Regions from separate parts of the Mus musculus genome. Here regions 2 and 3 are each linked to region 1. Evidence: chromatin contacts called from public promoter capture Hi-C data. All regions are on one chromosome and are shown on one strand. Each heading gives the region's core, a stretch centred on a gene start, on an enhancer-like site or on the middle of the called end of the contact. The rest is flanking DNA. Distances are from core to core; before and after follow the strand shown.

The links. Promoter capture Hi-C pulls out the DNA fragments that hold promoters and counts their contacts.
Region 2: a promoter capture Hi-C map of hippocampal neurons shows a contact between it and region 1, with 4 times the contacts expected there. The contact joins the promoter of AW495222 here to the promoter of Mtx3 in region 1. A contact is called at or near these places in 12 of 39 promoter capture datasets (the 3T3-L1 cell line, 3T3-L1-derived adipocytes, the C10 cell line and 9 more), 1 of 484 Hi-C or Micro-C datasets (cerebral cortex) and 2 of 9 other capture datasets (embryonic stem cells and macrophages).
Region 3: a contact with region 1 is called in a promoter capture Hi-C map of embryonic stem cells, with 3 times the contacts expected there. The contact joins the promoter of Arsb here to the promoter of Mtx3 in region 1. A contact is called at or near these places in 5 of 39 promoter capture datasets (the C10 cell line, cranial neural crest, embryonic stem cells and 2 more) and 1 of 9 other capture datasets (macrophages).

Annotation. Positions count from the first base shown.
Region 1 is chr13:92,843,306-92,847,958 of GRCm38.p6, forward strand. Mtx3 (metaxin 3) reads left to right here and starts at 1,463. Exons shown (of 9, transcript NM_001162945.2): 1 at 1,463-1,562; 2 at 1,901-1,970; 3 at 2,316-2,392; 4 at 3,556-3,648; 5 at 4,233-4,415; 6 at 4,512-4,588. The coding sequence starts at 1,482.
Region 2 is chr13:93,717,613-93,722,067 of GRCm38.p6, forward strand. AW495222 (expressed sequence AW495222) reads right to left here and starts at 1,563. Exons shown (of 3, transcript NR_045086.2): 1 at 1,272-1,563. Dmgdh (dimethylglycine dehydrogenase precursor) reads left to right here. Exons shown (of 16, transcript NM_028772.3): 13 at 1-100; 14 at 2,947-3,006.
Region 3 is chr13:93,769,554-93,774,106 of GRCm38.p6, forward strand. It overlaps Arsb (arylsulfatase B), which reads left to right and starts at 2,126. Exons shown (of 8, transcript NM_009712.3): 1 at 2,126-2,539. The coding sequence starts at 2,225.

The DNA.
Region 1 (4,653 bases), core at 213-2,712:
GTTTCAACTATACATTTGCTAAGCATTTCCTACTTAAAAAGTGTGACTAATGGACTTTTAGGATTGGAATGTCTTTTCTTTCCATTTTTGAGATATACTATTTTTGAGGCAAAATATTTAAAAAAGACTTTAGGAAATCAGAACTGTAATTTTGGAGAGTTGCCCCCTTACTGTGCAGAAAAATGCCTAGAAAATGTTGCTGAATATTATTGTTACGGCAATAGGTTTCAATTGAAGGGGACCCTAGCATCTTCTTGTGATAGAGGAAAATAGAAAACCCAAAGATGTATCAAAAGGGCTGTTCCAGAAAGACTATTGTTCTGTCTATAAAAATCACACAGCTCCCAGGTCCTGATTCTGAGATCCAAACAGTATGCCCAAATCTCCACATTGCCAAGTTTTTTCTTTAATGGTTTTTCTGAGAAATTAATATTTAGTGCATGCCCATTAGGTCCAAAGACAAGACTGGCTGAATGACTTACAATGCTTAGTCTAAAATAAAAGTGCAGAGCCCTTTGCACCAAGATTATGACCTCAAGAGAGTGATAGCAGAACATGACGTGAATGAAGAGCCTTTCTAAACACAAGACCTTCTGTGTCTTCACTGGCCCCACACCTAGGAAGCCACAAAGAGCTTCTGTAGAGTGGATGGCAAAAGGCCTGTGAATATGGACAGAAGCAAAATTCAAAATTCAAGTGCATACAGGGAGCCTCAGGAAGCTGGAAGAAATTCATGATTTTGAAAAAGCTAAGTTTAACTCAAAAAAAAAAAATCTTTTTATGTGTGTGCTTTGCCTGCACGTATGCACCACGTGAAGGGCTAGTGCCGGTACAGGCCAGAAGAGGGACTCAGGTCTCAAAGAACTGGAGTAAAATGACTGTGAACACAGCGTAGGTTGGGGGAACCAAGACAAGTCTTCAAAAACTGCTCTTAACTGAGCAACCTCTCCAGCCACACTAAACTTAGTTTGGGGAGAGCCACTAGAGAGGAAAGCCATTCTGAATTAAAGGAGTGTGCACGTTGGAGTCCCCTGTTAAAAACTTAGGAACAGGGTTAATTTTGAATGAGGTTGAATCACATTAACATAAGAATGCCAACTGAAATTGAGACTGGAAAGGCAGGCAGGCAAAGGACCATCACAATGACTGAACATCGCAAACTTGTACCGACGACCTCCATGTCAGTTTAAACTACTTTTGTACAGATTTATATATACCATAGTGATGCTTTCAAGTTTTGTTGTACATTAATACTGAATGCAATAAATACTTGGAGGACTCTTAGGAGGTCTGTTTCCCTTCCGGCACAGCTCCTAGTCTGGTTGCTAAACCTTCTCTCAAAGGCCTGCTGCTGTCCTTTCTGACTCTGTCCAAAGCCCCAAGGAGTCAGTCCCAGCTCCTCGTCCCGCCCCCCTCCATTCCACGTGCTGGAGAGTGGGCGGTACGAGTACTTCCGGGTGACAGAGGTCAGCCCCGGCAAGATGGCGGCCCCCATGGAGCTCAGCTGCTGGGGAGGAGGCTGGGGTCTCCCTTCGGTCCACAGCGAGTCCTTGGTGGTGCTGGTGAGGCCGCCTCGCGGGCCAGGGCGCGGGAGGACTGGGCTGGCTAGCCGCGGGCTCCGCTGGAGACCGGCGGGCCGCTTGCAAGCGTCAGGTCCCGGCGGCCCGGCGGCGCTGTTCCTGCAGTTGGAGAAGCACACACGCGGCCCCGCAACCTCAGGCCCTGCCTCCTGCATCCGAGGTCCCCAGGAGCGGGGAGCCTGCGCGTCCCCGATGGCGGACGGGGGAGGGGCGTGGGCAGCCTCAGGCTGCCTTTGAGGGTGCATCAGTCAGAGCCGTGCTGCAGACCTTGCAAGCCTGCTCTCAGTGTCTAAAATCTCTTATTGCAAACTCTGTTTCAGGCTTATGCCAAGTTTTCTGGCGCGCCCTTGAAAATCAATATTATAGATAACACCTGGAGAGGGTCAAGAGGTACAGTATAAGCTTTCAAACGCCCCCCTCTCTGCCCTTTTCAACAGTTGCATCCCTTTCTGCATTACAGCCATATAGCCCAAGAGTACTTGGGGCGTCTTAGCTTCTTAGAATGACCTTGGCTGTGTGTTGGTTGTGTTTGGTCATTTCGAGTAAGAACTAAAGGTACAAGACAAACCTGGAAAATTGGAGAGACGAAAATGTTTTTTAGTGCTGCCCTTTGTAAAGCCCACAGAAGTTTATACCCATACTCTTCCATGTGCCAACTGGTGTAGTTTTTAAGGCATTGTAATCTTCAGAATAAATCACGGTGTTTGCTTGTGTGTAAATTGTTTTTGATTATAGGTGATGTACCAATTTTGACAACTGAAGACAGCATTGTTTCTAAGCCTGCAAAAATTCTAAACTTTCTAAGAAAACAGGTGGGTAGCTCCTTTAGAAGAAGTAGGTAGTTTTCTGCATGTTACTCATTATTATTATTATTATTATTATTATTATTGTTATTTCAGACTGGGTTACATGCTAATCTATGCTGCCACTGTGCAGCACAGACTGGCTTTAAATGCTAGAATTGTGGGTGTGACAATTACACCTGGCATCCTGTATGACTTATTTTTAGTTCACTATAAGGTGATTTTAATTTTTGGGGCAACTGGGAATGCCTGGATCTTGACAATAGAGAAACAAAGACTTGCTTACTGGTGCTGAAAGGCATGCATTTTATTTTACTGTGATCTGGAAGTTTAATGAAGTATATGTAATGTATTTATTGTGAATTTCTTGAAAAGGATATAAGATTCAATTTAGTTATTCAGACTTATTCTTGTTGATAATGTTATCACTTTAGTCCTGTTGTTACTATACATTTCATGCTAAGTGTGACACCCGAGTTCCCATCATATGGCAACTATTTTATTTGATCACTTTTGTTGTTATTGTTTGGTTTGGTTTGGTTTTATGCTGAGATTTGAATACGGGACCTTGTAGTCACTGGTAGGCAAGCGTTCTACCACTGAGTTGAATACTGAGTTTTGTATTTCTACTTTAAAAAAGCACTTATCTGATAGTTACACGCCTTATGAAAGCACGTATCTAAAGTGTGTGAAGTGTAAATATTTATGTAGTAAGTCATGATATTTAAACATAAAATGATTCCTATAAACATGACGGGTATACGTGATTTGTCAGTACTTTAAGAAAAAAATCTTGTACCATTAAAATTTGAACCGTTTCTAAATTGAGAAGTTTCCTTTTTTTATGGAAAAAAAAACATTTTAATGAACTGTATGTTTTTTTCCTTCCTTATGAAAAACAATTGCTTTTATTCATTAACTTGTACCACGTGCCATACTTTGAACAAAGGTCATTGATAAGCATGAAAGCAATAGAATGTAGTTGACAAGCTGTAAGCAACATTGGGGTTTTTTTGTGTATGGTGCATTAAGAAAGTTTTCATTGGTTAGTATTCCTCCCTCTTAATGTTAGGTTTGACATTTGTGAGGGAGAATAGGAGTTCTAACTTGTTTATCTCCCTTGTCCTAGGAATGTCCTTTGACCTCTGAGAGACTGTTTTTCTCTTTGATAGAAATATAATGCTGACTGTGAGCTCTCAGCAAAACAAGGGGCAGACACACTGGCTTACATCGCTCTCCTGGAAGAGAAACTTCTCCCTGCTGTGGTGAGCATCTCTGAGTATGACAGACAGTATTTCAGTGACTTAGTTGAAAATGTTGTAGTCTGTTTAGAAAGAACAAAAAGGGTTGTTGGGGGCGGGGGGCGTCTTAAAGGGGAGATTTCTTGTATTAGCCTTGATCTTTTATATTATGACAAAGCTGAATTCTCCTAGACATTTACCTTCCCATTGAAGTGGGTAGTCCGCTTTGTTTGTTTGCTTGTTTGGCTAATGAAACATTCTACCACTGAGTTACAGTCCAGTACAATAATATTGTTTTGGAAATGAACACTATTGATGGAAGATGAGACTTTGTTCCATGTATAGAATTGGCTATATTGTAGTTCGTTCATCCTGAGACTGTTTGCTGAGCACTGACTACGTGCTAGGCCGTATCCTGGGTCCTGAGATATAGCAGTGAACACAATTCATAATGGTTAAAATAATCTCATTTTTACCTTGAGTCATTTGATCTGGAAAATTTAAATGAAGTTACTTTATTCAAAGACAATTATGAAAATACCGTCACATTGACTGGGTGGGGTTTGTCTTGGCGGAGCTTCCCTATAATGCTTTATCTTCTTTGGCAGCTTCACACCTTCTGGGTGGAGAATGAGAACTACTTCACCGTGACAAAGCCGTGGTTTGCCTCTCGTATCCCTTTCCCTCTGAGTTTAATCCTGCCGGGAAGGATGTCTAGAGGAGCCCTGAATAGGATTCTCTTGACAAGGGGAGAACCTCCCCTCTACCATGTCCAAGAAGTGGAAGCACAGGTACAGCCTGGATTCTCCCAGCCGGCGCTCTGTTGGAAAGGGAGAGGTGGCCTTACCTAGAATTTCTACCTGCAAAGCACTTTTCATCCTTTTTAGATATATAGAGATGCCAGGGAGTGCCTAAATCTCCTATCAAACCGATTGGGAACATCTCAGTTTTTCTTTGGTGACACGTGAGTAAATTCTCTTAAAAGTCATATAGCCATAAGACACTGTTTTGATATTTCTACCAGTGTAT
Region 2 (4,455 bases), core at 313-2,812, 870 kb after region 1:
CATCATGAGTGCCGGCCAGGAGGAGGGCATCGGCGACTTTGGAACTTACGCCCTGAACGCTTTGAGACTGGAGAAGGCTTTCCGAGCCTGGGGCTCCGAGGTTTGCATGCTAGCATCCTCACTAACGGATGCTTACCTTACTGTATCTAATGTTGGGAGACTAGTTTTCATAGCATTACTACTATCAGTTCCAGCTAGAAGAGAAATCAAATGCCATTAAATGACTTTGAGTAGGGAAAGAACTCCCCTGCCTCTCTGCTTTCCAGATGAGCACTGACTGGGTTTGGGGGTAACGTTTATTCTGCCTTAATTCCCCCTGCTTAGTGGTGAACCCCAGACATTTTCTGGCAGGCACACGCCAGAGGATCTGAGTATCACCTCTCACATCCTTGCTTTCCCTCTGTTACGTTTCATTTCCCTCTCACAATCATCCTTAGGCGAACTAATGTCCTTTTCTTTTGAGGGACAGGGACAGTGGTCCCGTGTGTGTGGGTCTAGTCTTCCCCACCAGTGGGAATCAAGAGCTTCTCTGTGTACAATTGTTAACCACTTACACAACATTTTTATATGCATTGATTCTGCTTTGCTTCTGTCTTAGTTTCCTTCCTGTTTCTGTGGGGGAAAAAAATACCCTGACAGAAGCGAATTCAGGGAGAAAGGGTTTCTTTCAGTTCACAGGTCCAGGTTACAGTCCTTCAGAGTGGGGAAGTCACAGTGACAGTGGCTTGAGAGAACTGGTCATGTCACATCCATAGTCTAAAATGATTGCAAGCCCCTGGACAGCTGCTAACTGGCTTCCTGCACTTTACCCAGGATCCCCTGCCCAGGGAATGTGGTGTCCACAATTATGAAGGGTCTTCCCACATTGACTGTTGTCATCAAGATAAAGCCCCTATGCGCGTTCCCAGAAGCCCTTGTTCTATGACTTAGCTTTACCACGACTCTTATTTTGCATACATTCACTGGGTTCATTGAGCCCCCAACATCCAGATTCCTGTGACCAGGGTCCTATTTACCTTGTGGGAGAAACAAAACCCTAACTTTTACAGAGAACTGACGTTTTAGGGGCCATTGTAAACATGAGCTTCCGAGTGGGGACTCTGGGGTTTAAATCTATCCTTTACTTAACTCTTGGCTGGCTGGCCTGCTCTCTTATAAAATGGAGTATTTATCCTAAAGAATCAGCGCAGACGTAGAGATGGTTAGTAATGAGCCGAACAAACACACTATACAGTTAATTTCTAGGTTAACCTGAGAGCTCAGGTACTTACCCTTGGGCCTTCTCATTGATGCAAGCTTGCAGGAAGCCGGTCCTGCCTGCTGCAGCGAACTCAAGTTTACAGCCAGGACTCAGGCAAGGCCAGCTGCCCTCAGAAAACAAAACAAATTTGTCCCCATGCTCAGGAAAAAGGACAGAGAAGCCACCCCTTGAGAGTTAAACATCGCTGTATTCTAGCCTCAATTTTTCTGATGTTTTTGGTTTTTTTGTTTTTCCTTCTGCTTCCTCTCCCTGGGCTCCATTTTAGGGTCCTCTTTCCCAACAGTGCCAGAGCGCCCTCTAGTGCAGAAACATCGGCGAAGTCGCTCTGTTTCCCTGAAAAAAAAAATCTCTAATTTTGGCAGACTGAAAAATAATTTCAGAGTAACTCAAACTAATTTAGGAAATATGAGAACACTTTTATGTGGTGTAAAGTAGTCTTACGTTTATCTAGTTTATGTCGACTCTTTGGGAGGTTAGAGCAGGCAGTTCTCATTCCCATAAAGAAATGAACAACAAAAAACCCGACTTCCAGAAAGGTCCTCTGCTCATTAACACTTAACTGAGTACATCGAGGTATTCTGTTCCCATTTCTATACATTTAGCAGTTCCTCCTGAGTTCATCTCTTTCATTTCCCCTCAGTTCTCATCGTATAAATTAGAATCTTCAAAAACCCCTTAAAAACAAAACAGTGATAAAAACCCCCTAACTTCATTCAGGTTTAGAACTAAATATTGGATTTCCCCTGAATTGATGCATCCTATCTCGAGTCAGCTAGTTCTGAGCTTTAATCCTCCCTTCCCGTTTTCTTTCTAGAACTCTGCAAAAGCCAGTGTTCTGTCACCTGCTTTCCCCTCTTTACCCCCATTCATGGCTAAATGCAAGCTAAGCAAAGTTACTTGTTACTTTTTTAAAAACACAATTATGTAATTAAAATTATTACATAACATACATGAGATTCTTGTTTGTGAAACACCATGTACTAGCCTTCAAATATTTATTAAGGTAAAAGATCGGAGGCCAGAGAGATGGCTCAGTGGTTAAGAGCACTGTGTGTGCTTCTCCTGCAGAGAAGCAGAGGTCAGTTCCCAGCATCCTCGATGGGCAGCCCCGTTACTTCAGTTCTGGGAGAGCACACCTGCACACACCCACACGCAGACATGAACACATACATGTACACGCAATGAAAACAGATAAATTCATTAACACCTTTAAAATAAAAGAGCAGTGGAAACCAACCCAATGTTCAGTCTCTGTGTTTGCCATATTTAAAAATAACAGCATTTGCCAAAGGCTTCATTTGAATGGAAAATACTGCTTCAGAGACTAGTCCATAATTGGTCTTTTAAAGAATCTTTACTCAAAAACCATCCAGTGTCCTTAATTCTGGGGAGACTAATATAAGAAAGTGATGTCTCTGTTTCTATCATTGTTATGCATCAGCTCAAGGTGGGAGCCAGTGTTTGCCAGTATTTGCTGAGTGAAGGTAATGGGTTTGTTTCTGTTTTAGTAATCTCTTCATCTCCCCTCGCCCTGTACTTGCTGGGAGTGGTGGTGAACTCCTTTAATCCCCTACCTGGAGGAAGAGGCAGGCAGATCTCTCTGAAGTCCTTTTAAGGACAGCGCAGTTCTTCAGTGAACCAAATTAGCAGGCTCACCTGGGATTCAAAACCTGTTTCCCTTCCAGATGAACTGTGACACAAACCCCTTGGAAGCTGGGCTGGAATATTTCGTGAAGCTGAATAAGGTATGTTTACGTTCCCCAGGGTGTATGAAATGAATGTGAAGGTGATGGCAGTGTTTTACGACAGAGCCACGCTTTCTTTAAAACTTAGCCAAGTGTGACTACAGAAGAAACGAGTTGAATATAAATACTAAACATGGCTTGATGCTCCGTGTGAATTATCCGCCGTAATTTGATCAGCTTCACTGTGGAAGAGCCTGGAGACGTAAGGCAGCAGAACTCAACTTCTTTAAGGGTTAAGACTTAAAACCCAAGGCGCTGGAGAGATGGCTCAGTGGTTAAAAGCACTGACTGCATTTTTCAGAGAACCTGGGTTCAAGTCCCAGCACCCACGTGGCACCTCACAATTATCTGTAATCCCAGTTCCAGGGCATCCCACACCCTCACACAGACATGCATGCAGGCAAAGCACCGATGCACATAAAATTTTTTAAAAATAGTTAAAAGAAGACTAAAACCCAAGGTGAAAGTTAGTAAAAATCACAAGATGATTAACAGATTTCAACAGGCATCTTTATAGAAATTGTGCTGCATGTATGTTGTGTGTGTATCAGCCACCCCTGGTGGCTGGTGAGGTTGCGCGTCAGCTAAGCAAGCAGTAAGGACATTGACTTTCCCTGGATGCTTAAAGGATAGAAGAGCCTCGCCACATTGGGTTAAGCAGGGGTTTATGATTCAGTTTTGCGTCTAATGATAACATCTAAATGTAAACACAAGATGTGTTTCCAACGTGCCCAGTACCAAGTGTGTATTTACTGAGGAGGCCAACACAGGTCCAGAGAACTATTATTCACATCGATATGCCAAAGGGACACTCTACATCAGTGGTCCTCAGCCCACCAGGCTCAGTCTCATCTGTAAACTTGTTAGAAATGTCAATTCTCAGGTCCAACCCTAGACTCACTAAAAGCAGAATTTCGGGGAGCCTGGACAACAAAGCTGTGTTTTAATAAACCCTACGGGGGTTCCTAAGAGTCGAGAAACCCCACCGGTGCTGCATAACTACTGTGGAAACTTATATCATTGGAGGCCATTTCTTTGTGGCCCTGCCCGTTGGAGCCAGCCCTACACATGGAAATAAGGTCATGCCACTGAGCAGTGCTTCAGAGCTTCAGAGTCACATGAAAGAATGTAAAAGGACTTGCCTAAGTAGGTGATGGTGGCAAGGTTAGGAGGAACAGCTGCTGTCAGGCTACTGGTTAGGATTCTCCAAATACACCGCCATGTTTCTGAGCTCTAGGCTGGTTTCCTCTCCCGTGGGAATATGTGAGCTTGTGTCTATAAATCGGGCTATGGGAACTTTTTTAATGCTTGGCATCAGCTCCCAAATTCCCAGCTGAAGTATTAACAGGAAATGTGTGTACTTGTTGTGCTTGACTTCGGGGGGCAAGGACCCCATTTAAAGAATTCTTAAAGGAATCCATCTTTCCTGTGCATTTTCCCTGGCTTTTA
Region 3 (4,553 bases), core at 876-3,375, 930 kb after region 1:
CATGTACGTGTGCAAGTACGTGTGCATGTGTGTGTACATGTGTGTCTCCTAGCCCTGGTAAATGCACTCAGTCTCCATCCCTTTGAAAAGGTAGGGCCCCTCCGTGTTCTAATAAAGCAGTGTCACTCAGCCTGTTCAAGTGTGTGTGTGTGTGTGTGTGTGTGTGTGTGTGTGTGTGTGTGTGTGTGTGTATGTGTGTTGGGGGGGGTGCAATTATGTTAAAGGATTATGGCATATTGATCAAAGCAAGAATCCAAGAGTTCACAATGAACTAAATACATAAGAAACTCAGAAACTCATAGAAAGGACGCTAAAAGGTCACTATTGGTAGCCATCCTAATTATAATCTATTCACACAAGAAATGAAAGCCAATAAGCAAAAGTTTGAGTACTACTTAGTAATTACAAGGGGGAGATGGTAACTCTGCAGTGGAGACCTGATGCCAGTAACACAGGGGTCCCACAAAAGAGCAAACCAACACTGTTCCTCTCTGTCTGAGGTACCAGGCATCACCCCACATCACCTTCCTGTACTCTTGTACGAAGCTGTTGCCTGAGTGAAATCCAAAGGAAACACCAAAGGAACACCAGTAGAGAGATTTTTAAAAGAACCACGCACAGTATGCATGCCATAGGTCTTCAGTATACAGATGAAAATCAGACTTTTCCCACCTGCACATTGCCAGGGCACCCCCAGCTGACATGCTCAGTTGAAATGCAGGGCACGGGGATTTTGGTGGGTGCTTAGTTCCAGGAGCAGTATTACTGGAGGCTGTTTGATGCTTATCAAGGGCAGGGAAAACCTGGACCTTGGCCTGGGACTGTAATCCCAGTTCTGTCAGTGGGAGATGAAGAGGCAGGAGGACAGAGAGCTGGAGGAGCTATCCTGGGGTACATAGTAAGCACCTGCTTAAAAACAAAAAGGAGAGGACTATAGAAAACAATTATGGAGTAGAAGAATATGCAGAGACCACACTATCCCCAACACAAAAGCGAACAAACAACTCTTCTAAGATATTGTTTTTGGGTTTAAAAATGCCAAAATTTAAAACTTTCTGGCTATATTTTACTAAGGATAAGTAGTAGTTATCTACTTCAAAGAAAACTCTTATGTATGTTAAGAGGGAAACATATATTCAAGGATAATCTTTTTTTAAAAAGGAAAATTTTGGCCGGGCGTGGTGGCACACACCTTTAGTCCCAGCACTCGGGAGGCAGAGGCAGGCGGATTTCTGGGTTCAAGGCTAGCCTGGTTTACAAAGTGAGTTCCAGGACAGCCAGGGCTACACAGAGAAACCCTGTCTCAAAAAAAAAAAAAAAAAAAAACCACACACACACACAAAAGAATTTTTTTACTCTCACACAAATCACAAATGCAGAAATGAATACATCATGTGATTTCATCTAATTTATTAGTGAGAAACCGATAAGAAATTAAAATTGGTTATAAGGAACAATACCACAAACGCCCATCAGCCAACCGCATGGAAGTCAGTTGAGTACATCAGCAATAATTACTTTTCAAGGGTATCATTCATCCAGAGCTTCTAAAGCTGTAAAGTAACTCCCACGGACTCGGCCTCAGCCAGAGAGGGTGTGTCCTTCAGGCAGCGCACATTTTTTCTCTCTCCACCTAACAGTTATCACTCATCTCTAGACATTGAGTAAGCAAGTAGACAGTCTTAGGTGGGCATACCCCGAATGTCTTGAAATGAAACTTCACCATTTCATTTTAGATTCTGGGCAGACAGAATGAATGTGTTTGGCCCACTGATGATGGGAAGGAAGTGGCTTCATGGGTACACACTGCACAAAGGAATCTGAAACACCATCTGCACCACCTCTCTTCTCTCATCTGTAATGGTCCAAACCATTACAGGGTTTCTTCTGGGGATAAAAGGAGCGCTAACTATAGTGCTTAGCTGTCAAGTTTGCGGCTAGATTTAATCAGATAAAGGTTGTGAAACAGCTTTGGAACTTGTGGCTCTCGAGTTCATGGCTAAAATAAAGAACGGGCCTCTGGGCCTTGGAAGGACCGGCTGAGTTCGCCCGCGCGCTCTGTGCGGCTCCTCCCCCGGCCCCCGCGGGAGGCGGAGGCCGTGGACGCCGGCCCTCCCCAGCCCGCGGCCCGCCCAGGTGGATGAAATCTTGCTGGGGAGCCCGGCCGCTCAGTTCCCGATTCTGTCGGGGGTGCCCGCAGCACGGGCTCTGCAGGCTGCTAAGGATGGGCAAGCTTAGCCCGTGCACTGGCAGGAGCCGGCCTGGAGGTCCCGGGCCGCAGCTGCCACTCTTGCTGCTGCTGCTGCAGCTGCTGCTGCTGCTGCTGTCGCCGGCCCGGGCCTCCGGAGCTACCCAGCCTCCGCATGTGGTCTTCGTGCTGGCGGACGACCTGGGCTGGAACGACTTGGGTTTTCACGGCTCGGTCATCCGCACGCCGCACCTGGATGCGCTGGCGGCCGGCGGCGTGGTCCTGGACAACTACTACGTGCAGCCGCTGTGCACGCCCTCGCGGAGCCAGCTGCTCACCGGCCGCTATCAGGTACTAGGCGGCCTCCAGCCCCGCGTGACCCCGCGAGCCCGCCAGCTCAGTCGGACCGCGCTCGACAACCCTGGCTTCCCCAGGCTGCTGCCTAGGGCCACTGCGCATGCCTGACTTCCTCCTGGTGGCCGAAGGCAGGAGTGGCTTTCGTTTTCTCTAGGTCAGAGGAGAGCGGGGTTTCTGGGATCTCGAGGTGCTGTGTCTGTGAACCCCCAAAGAGAAGGATAGACGAGGTCCTGAGGAGAAAGGATGGAGAAGAAAAGGGAGGCCCAAGGAGCTCCAGAGGGCCATTAAAGTGAGAGGCTGCACTGGGACGGACCCTAGTGACTGACGCGGTGTGTCATAGATCAGGAGTGACCTACTTGAGCCAGGAGGATAGGAAGCCATGTAGATGGGAGTTTCAGAGATTAATTTAGAAACACTAAAAAGACTTGGGATTGTTGACAAGGGACGCATCACCCGAAAAGCCTTCAGTGAATGAGCGTGGGGGTGGGGTATGTGAAAGATCTTAAGCTTTCTCTCAGCCCCTGTTGTACCTGGGAGTCAGGCCACAGGTGAGATAAGGTGCACCCCAGGCTCCTATATCTTTCCTTTACTAAGTTACCCCCTTGCCTATAACTATGCATATGTCAACAACGTGGAAATTCCAGCACCCACGCTCAGATCCTCCGCTGTGCATGGCTAACAATGGAAGTCATTTCCAGGTTCTCCGTACCCCTACAATGAAAATAAGGGTGCTGATATTTCTTCTACCTTTGAGGGTGAATCCAGCCCACATGAGTCTCTTCACTGCCCCTTTAGAGAGTATGTCCCCCACAGAGTATGTGTATGTTAAATGACTGGGAACAGTAAGAACGTATCTTGTAGTGTTTTTATTGTACTGAAACGTTTTTAAAAACCACTTTATGAGGTAGTTATCTTGAACGCCCTTTACAGGCGAGGAGATAGCTTGCCTAAATTGGATGTCAGCGGGGGAGTCACACGGCTATAAATTGCAATCCTTAGTTTCCTGCACCTACTCGTCTCAGACCTATGAAATTAGGCTCCCCTCAATCCAAGTTTGGTGGGTTTTTAAAATCCTGATGTGATTATGATCAAATTAAATTTAATAACTTTTAGTGGTTACTGATATTCTCTGTCTCTGTCCTTTCTTCCCTTTCTCCCCTTCCTTCCTTCCTTCCTTCCTTCCTTCCTTCCTTCCTTCCTTCCTTCCTTCCTTCCTTTCTTTCTTTCTTTCTTTCTTTCTTTCTTTCTTTCTTTCTTTCTATCCTACACACACAGTCACAGTCTTCTGGCCTTTCTTCATACAGAGATTTAGACAACATGGTGTTAGTATGGCTCTCGATACAAGTCAGCCAAAGATGTCAGATAGCAGATACTCAAGGAAACACGCGTTAGCAGTAAATATAAGTGTGATGCACTCCACTGTGTAATGGGTTATAAGTGTTTATTCAGCAAGCATTTTGAGCTTACTGCCCTCCTACATATGTGTCTACAGAACCTCTCGGATCAAACCTCATGTTCTAAAAATGGTTCCAGCAGTGATTCAAAGACTGAAGAGAGAAGGTAATATTTTTCCGAGGGACTCAGAAATATCTGTAGGCAGAGTTTACTGTGGAGCTAAAGCGTGGTTTGCTCTCCCACTAGCAATAAGGGCATCCCAGGGAATCCAGCAGGCTGCTGTGTTTAATCAGCTAGTCCCCAGGCCAGAGCGAGTATCTCCCAGCACACAGTGGGAGTCTCCACACCACTGCTCCTCAGAAGTAGGGTGAGGTGGTTCTGCATTTGCTCTGAAGATCAAGAACTGGACTCACGTTGCAAAATAATGGAGGGTCTGTTTATTTATGCAACATCCTCCTAACAGACATGGAGAGAAAAACAATTCCTGCATGTCATGCCTCACTTACAGGATTGATTGCTTTAACCCCTAATGTGCTACATCTGCCAAATGCTTGAAAATACCTGAGTATTGGAAGTAAAGCTGTGGTTAATAGTTAAAGGAAAAAGAGAAGTT